Linked DNA regions of Mus musculus: region 1 is linked to region 2. The links are chromatin contacts, called in public Hi-C maps. All regions are on one chromosome and are shown on one strand. Each heading gives the region's core, a stretch centred on a gene start, on an enhancer-like site or on the middle of the called end of the contact. The rest is flanking DNA. Distances are from core to core; before and after follow the strand shown. Region 1 overlaps Gm34419 (a long non-coding RNA gene). Region 2 has its middle 38 kb from the start of Gm29243.

Region 1 (3,131 bases), core at 538-3,037, 860 kb before region 2:
CTTAAGTGGTTCCAGGAATGTATTTGCCATGTGGGCTGGCTAATCTTATGCCGACTTGACACACAACCTAGAGTCATCAAAGAGGAGAGCACCTGGAAAAAGAAAATGCCTCCACGAGATCTACCTGTAAGGCATTTTCTCAATTAGTGATCAATGGGGGGTGGGGGGCAGCCCATTGTGGGTGGTGCTATCCCTGGGCTGGTGGTTCTGGGTTCTGTAAGAAAGCAGGCTGAGCAAGCCATGGGGAGCAAGCAAATAAGCAGCACCCCTCCATGGCTCTCCATCAATGTCTCCCTCAAGGTTCCTGCACTGCTTAAGATCCAGTCCTGACTTCCTTTGGGGATGAACGTGGTTTAAAGATTATATGCGGCATGGCATGGTGAGACACAGTAGTGTCCTTGGCACAGAGTTAGAGCATTGACTCTTAGGAGGACTGGACCCTCAGTTATCCTCAGAACTAAATATCTCCTCCTCCTTCTCCTTCCTCCCTCTGCCTTCCTTCCTCCCTCCCTCCCTCCCTCCCTTCCTTCCTCCTTTCCTTCCCTCCTTCCTTGCTTTCTTCCTTCCTTTACTGTCTTAGATTATCTCTAGAAAAGCTCTTTCTGAATCTCGAGTGAGGTAAGATTCTCTAAGATTGGAATCTAAGGGAGAGTATCTGGCCAGCATCATCCAGGATTGAATAAAATCAAAATAGTCAGACATGGTGGCCCAAGCCTGTAATCTCTGCACTCAAGGGGCCTAGGCAGGAGAGTCTCAGAGACATCCAAGGCTGCATAGTGAATCCTCTATGGACAGCAAACCAAGAAATAACCGTCGAGGTTACGGTTGGCTGGTCTTATGTTAGGTATCCTATACCCAGGCTTACACCACTCAACCATGGGCCTGGGAGGTGCACAATGAGGCCAGGCTAGTTAGACAGCAGGGCTCTGGATTTACACTTATCCTTATCAAAAGATGTGAGTGGATAAAGGTCGTCCCGGCACTGTAGACTGATTTGCCCACTCCTTTCCTGACTGCGTATATGCTTTTAGTATCTGTCATCTCTGAGCTCATTAATCTGCTCACTCGGAAGTGTCCTAACTTTACTATTCGCTATATAAAAGTCGTATACTTTATATCATCTTTCTCAAACATCAAGGAGTGGTGTACAGGACTCCAGCCGTAGGTGTACAATCTTTACCTGTCCTTTGTTTCAGAGTTCCATTTTACTCTGTGTCACTCTTGGCCACTCTGTTCTGCACCACAAACACTTCCGTGGCCCGGAGAGGACCTTCCCCAGTCCACCGTGCGGCAGAGTACAGTAGAGGGTAGAGAAGTCCACACGCTCAGCATCTCTCAGGTAAAAGCAAGCGATCGCTATTCATTATCCAAGCTTTCCCTGGAGACTCCAGCCTCTCACATGCTATTCTGGCTACCTCACTCTGAGATGTCCCTTAATGAGCCAGATGATAACCTCTCAGCTCCTTCTCTGCTTGCATTCCCCGGGGGACAGGCACCCCTTGCCATGTGTCTCTGAAAATGACAACAGCCATTTCTTACCCCTGCCGCCATTCTTACTCAAAGATAAAAAAAATCTGTTAGCAGGGAAAACATTTTTCAATGGGAAGAATTCTATACCTAAGCTAGGCGTGTGCACATCTCGCTGCACATAGAACCCAGGGCTAAGTGAGTGCCGCCCATGGGACACGGGGCTTGCATGGGCGTGCAAGGCAAGGGTCCTGATGGTCACGATGCTGCCACAGCTGTGAGAGGCGAGCTGCTCACATTCTGCTGGCTACATCCCAGGGCAGTGGTGGGAACCTTTCCATCAATGACAGTTCCTCTAATGACACCCCTGAGGCATAGCCACAGTGAGTCACTTCCTACCAAACAACAAGAATTTAAACCTACGTGATACGAACTGCACAGCGTCTATCCAGAGAGCTTCAGCACTGATCTGAGCCATCCTATTCCCTGTGTTCTGGTGCAAATACTTTCTGAGATTCTCCCTAAAAATCCTATCCTAGGATTTTCCTCCCTCCCACCCCGGGATGCACATCACGTGTGTAAATGCACATACATGTATTTTTATTCACCCACATGCACTGTCTCCCCTCCTTTCTCTTTCTCTGGTCTTTCAGTAATTTGCTGGCCCCATCTTCTTTTCCTCCCTCTCCCCACTTCTCTCCCTCATTCTTTTTGTTAACTACCCTAATGCCTAAACCTTCACATACAAGTGGTTCCACCCTCACGTCCCCAGGTTTATAAAGTGCTAGCTTTGTGGTGTGTCTGTCTAACGTGACCTAGATCTCACCAACATACAATACAGTAGAAATGGGCGGCTGTCAAAGCCAAACTGCCCAGAGCTTATTCCTTCTGTGTTCATCAATAATTCTTGGTACCGTAAGTCCTACTGGGCTGAATTTTCACACAAGACAGTACAGAGCACCAGAAATACTTTCTAAAACATGAAAGATAAAATCAAAAGCATCTTGCTGTGGGTGAATCATTCCCTTTGAGCTTTAGAAATTTGGTAATAGGTGTATGGTTTAATGTGTATACTAATTTATCATTAACTGGAACAGTGAATTAACATAAATGCCCCCCCTTTTTCTTTTAAATTGTGCCGCATAGCAGTAGCCACACAGACTGTTTGGATAGCTGACTGGAAGATTACAGAACTGTGTGTAAATGTCTCTGCCTGCCATATTGGAATATGACCCAGAAATATGTAAATGTCAATAGTCCTCACCCAGCACTGATGTCGACCCTCGGGGCTCTGGTGGCAAGAGCAGCTGGATATTATAAATCCTTCTGAGGTCTGGCTCCTGCAGCCCCATGCCTTTGGACTAAGGTCACATGGTCCTGTGGGCCATACCCCCTGGGCTCTTTGCTTGGGTGCCAGCCTTTTGCCTGTGATCTGGATATGGTTCTGGGCCAGCTTCGATGCCTGGAGACCACACCTCACTCACGCTGCTCTGCTGCACTTGGAATGAACACACACTTTGAACTTGTCCCAGTTATCATGAATTATGGAGTAATAAATCTGGAATCGGTCCCAGAGTTATCTGCTCCAGTCTCTCATTTGACTAATGAGTTAGGTGACCGATTTGTCCAGACAGTTTCAATTTATGCCTCTTGTCCTGATGTAA
Region 2 (3,351 bases), core at 208-2,707:
GCAAAGTTCCACTCATAAAACAATCAATACCTGGGCTGTTTTCTGGCCCACTTGTGTATATACAGTCACCAGTACATTCTACTCCAAGAGGCTCTTTAACAGGACCATGGAACTAGAAAGTTATGGAGGGAATGCTGAGGTCTTAAACACTGGAATTCATTCTAACATTAAGAAATATGGGGAAGGAAGAAAGTGATCAAAAATATATTATATTAAAAATTAATAAAAACATACATATAAAACATGGGCTCTAACTAGTTACTTGCTTTTAATCTCAAGAACTTGTCATTCTTGAGGCATGGGAAACTCTAAGGAGAACTAGAGAGGGGACTTGAAACATGACCCCAGGACCAGAGTCCCTCCTGCCAAAGCTTAGGGCAGGACTAGTGGAGCCTAAACTTCAAGGCATGAAGCAGGGATGGAAAGGCAGAGATGGCCTGTAGATCAGCCTGAGTGACCCAGATATGACAGTAACTTAGCAAAAACTATGGGGCCAGCCTTGGTGTACAGGGACTTCCTTTTCTCTCAAGAAAGAAAAACAAAAAACAAAAACAAACAAACAAAAAAACCTAAATTACTTGTATTTAACTTGCCAAGGGAGTTCTATAAGGAAAAATCATCCCAGCTTCAATGAACAGGTTTTTGTTTTGTTTTAGGAAAAAGCTTCTAAATAGATACATTTGGAGCTGTATTCATAAACACGCATGTTAACATCAAACCAGCTTGTTAGAGTTCATGAAAAGACAGGCTCGAAGCAAGCATTAGTTCAATTATTCACCAATTATTGTAAGCATCTCTATGAGAGTCATAGAGTGAACACCAACACAAAAGTCTCACCCTCCAGGATTTTCTATTCTTTCAGGCCCCATATGTTGAATGCTGTCTTAGTCACTTTTCTGTTGCTGTGAAGAGACACCATGACCAAGGCAGCCCTTATAAAGGAAAGCATTTAATTGGGGGCTTGCTTAAAGTTTCATAGGCTTAGTCCATTATCGTCATGGCAGGGAGCAGAGCAGCACGCATGGCAAGCATGATGCTGGAGCAGTAGCTGAGAGCTACATCCTGACCTGCAGGCAGAGAGGGAAACTGGGTCTAGGATGAGCTTTAAAATCTCGAAGCCCACCCTCAGAGGAACTCCTCCAAAAAGGCCACACCCCCAATCCCTCTCAAACAGTGCCATTCCCTGATGATGAAGCATTCAAGTACATAAACCTGTGGGGGCCATTCTTCAAAGCACCACAGATGAGATCAATTCTATGACAATATACAAATGTTGCTATCCTCACCACTGTGAGCAAATACCTAACAGAAACAAGCATAAGGGAGGAAGGATTTAATTTGGTTTGTAGCTTTTAAGACTTCACCCTGAAGACATGGACTCCACTGATTCTAGACACAGAGAGACTTGGTAGTGGGAGGATGACAGAAGTAGCTGTCCACTTTAAGACAAACAGGAAGCAGAAAGCAAAGGCTGAGGGCCAGTTATAACCTTCACCCCAGTGACCTACTTCCTCCAGCTGAACTCTGCTTCCTCAAGTTCCCACAGATTCCCTGATTAAACCACCAGCTGAGAACCTTGTGTACCACAGAAGAGCTTCTGGAAAACAACTCCTATCTAACCATAACAGAATGGAAGTAATAAGTGACAATCTCTTCAAAACAGTGACAAATAAGCAGAGTCTGCGGGGAAGGGGGTGACCTTGTATAGCTCTCAGAAAAAAAGCATTCCGTACAGAAGTAACAGGGAGCACAAAGGCTTCAGGGTGGTAATAAGCCAAGTATGATCTACAGTGTAGTCTATATGTGGCCTATATGTATATGTGTGTGTGTGTATATATATATGTGTGTGTGTATATATACATATATATATTTTACATATATATATATATATATTAGTAGAGTTAGATGACACTAAGCGAAAGGAATCAGCAGACACTGAGAATGGGAAAGTAGGCAGCAGCCAGAGTGAGCCTTGTGCTAAGTGGATCTTGACTTGAAATGAATATTCATCAGTCACTGTCTCCTCTCTCCTCCCCAGGGTCGTTGACCACTGGCCCAGGAGGATAAAGGGAGCAGAGTCAACGAGCAGGGTTTCAGAAGTCCCATGAGCATAACAGAAATAACAGACATCCCCGGGACCAGCATTGGGGTGGCAGATCAACTTTATTCAGGGTGAATCAAGGGTTATATAGTTTGGGGTATATCCAGAGTGGGCAAAGGTCATTGGCTGAAGGCTAAGACACTGAGAGAACTCATTAGCATGGGGAGGCGTTCCAGGAATCTCAGGTTCTTGTTGAATGGGTTTCTTATAAGGAAAAAGGAAGCTGAACCCGTAATCTCACCAAGGCTACGTGACGCTCCACAGGTAGACAGTATGAGGGTTTTGAGCTCCCCAGACAAAGTCAGAGAAGGAGAAGCCCTGCTGGTAAAGGGAGTCCCCCATTTTACAGCAAGGTCAGAAGGCTATCCAGACAACGGTAGACTTGGGCCTTAGTTAGCAGGGTTTCTCCACAAGTGACCAGTACTAGGAGACAGAACGCTATGAAAAACAACTCAGCCAAGGAAAGCAAAAACAAAAGTATTAGTTCAAACAGAGAAAGAAGCCCCGGGAAGCATTAATAGAGACGGGAGCCAGTAACAAAGCCTGAACATAACTTGCTGTGACTTGGAGTATGGTATGAGTAACATCCCAAGACACCTCTGTGATTGAGGGATTGGTCCCCAGGGTGGCATTATTAGGAGGTGGGACATTTGGGAGTAGGGCCTAACCAGGAGGTCTGTAAGCCATTTGGGGTATGTCCTTAGAAGGGACTGCAGGATGCAGTCTTTATTCTGGATGCTCATGGTGTGACTGCTCATAAGATGGGAATACATTCCCATCGTGAAGTATGGCATCCGCCATCCACACCACACAACACTTCAGTGGAGCCTTGGGTCTTGGATTATTAACCTCCACTACTGCAACACTCTTTTCTGTACTATTGGCCTGAGTCACAGTATTTTATTATTGTGGTCAAAAGACTAACACGTAAGTGATCCTTCCTAAAGAGATGGAGTAGACAAGAGGATTAAATTAAAAAAAAAAAAAAAAAAGTCTGGTCAAATTAGTACCTACATAGTCCTATTGGCTTTGACAAGTAGGAAGTCACTAGTGACCATTGTCAAGACAATCTCTACACAATGATGGCAGCAGAAGTCAACGCCCATTGGTGTGAGGGATGAGTGGGGGAGGGTAAAGCAGAATCTGCAGACTGTTTTGTTTTGTTTTGTTTTTTTAAATGGATCTTGGCTGTGAATGGAAACAGACAGGAAATTTCACTCTGACTGAAGGGAGCAGTGTGTAGGAGGGCC

The links. A called contact is a pair of places that touch in the nucleus more often than the background predicts.
Region 1: a contact with region 2 is called in a Hi-C map of bone marrow-derived macrophages, with 10 read pairs. The contact joins two enhancer-like sites. A contact is called at or near these places in 1 of 484 Hi-C or Micro-C datasets (bone marrow-derived macrophages) and 1 of 115 datasets of contacts at active chromatin or transcription factors (bone marrow-derived macrophages).

What each region holds. Positions count from the first base shown.
Region 1 is chr8:35,112,892-35,116,022 of GRCm38.p6, reverse strand. It overlaps Gm34419 (a long non-coding RNA gene), which reads right to left. Exons shown (of 4, transcript XR_378879.3): 4 at 2,881-3,131. Among named protein-coding and RNA genes, the nearest start is that of Gm34419, 19 kb to the right of the region's middle. Within about 2 kb of position 1,787, at least 33 of the 459 cell types and tissues checked have an H3K27ac peak or open chromatin away from gene starts, as enhancers often do. A contact at or near this core is called in bone marrow-derived macrophages, where this site is marked.
Region 2 is chr8:34,253,362-34,256,712 of GRCm38.p6, reverse strand. No RefSeq gene overlaps it. Among named protein-coding and RNA genes, the nearest start is that of Gm29243, 38 kb to the right of the region's middle. Within about 2 kb of position 1,457, at least 9 of the 459 cell types and tissues checked have an H3K27ac peak or open chromatin away from gene starts, as enhancers often do. A contact at or near this core is called in bone marrow-derived macrophages, where this site is marked.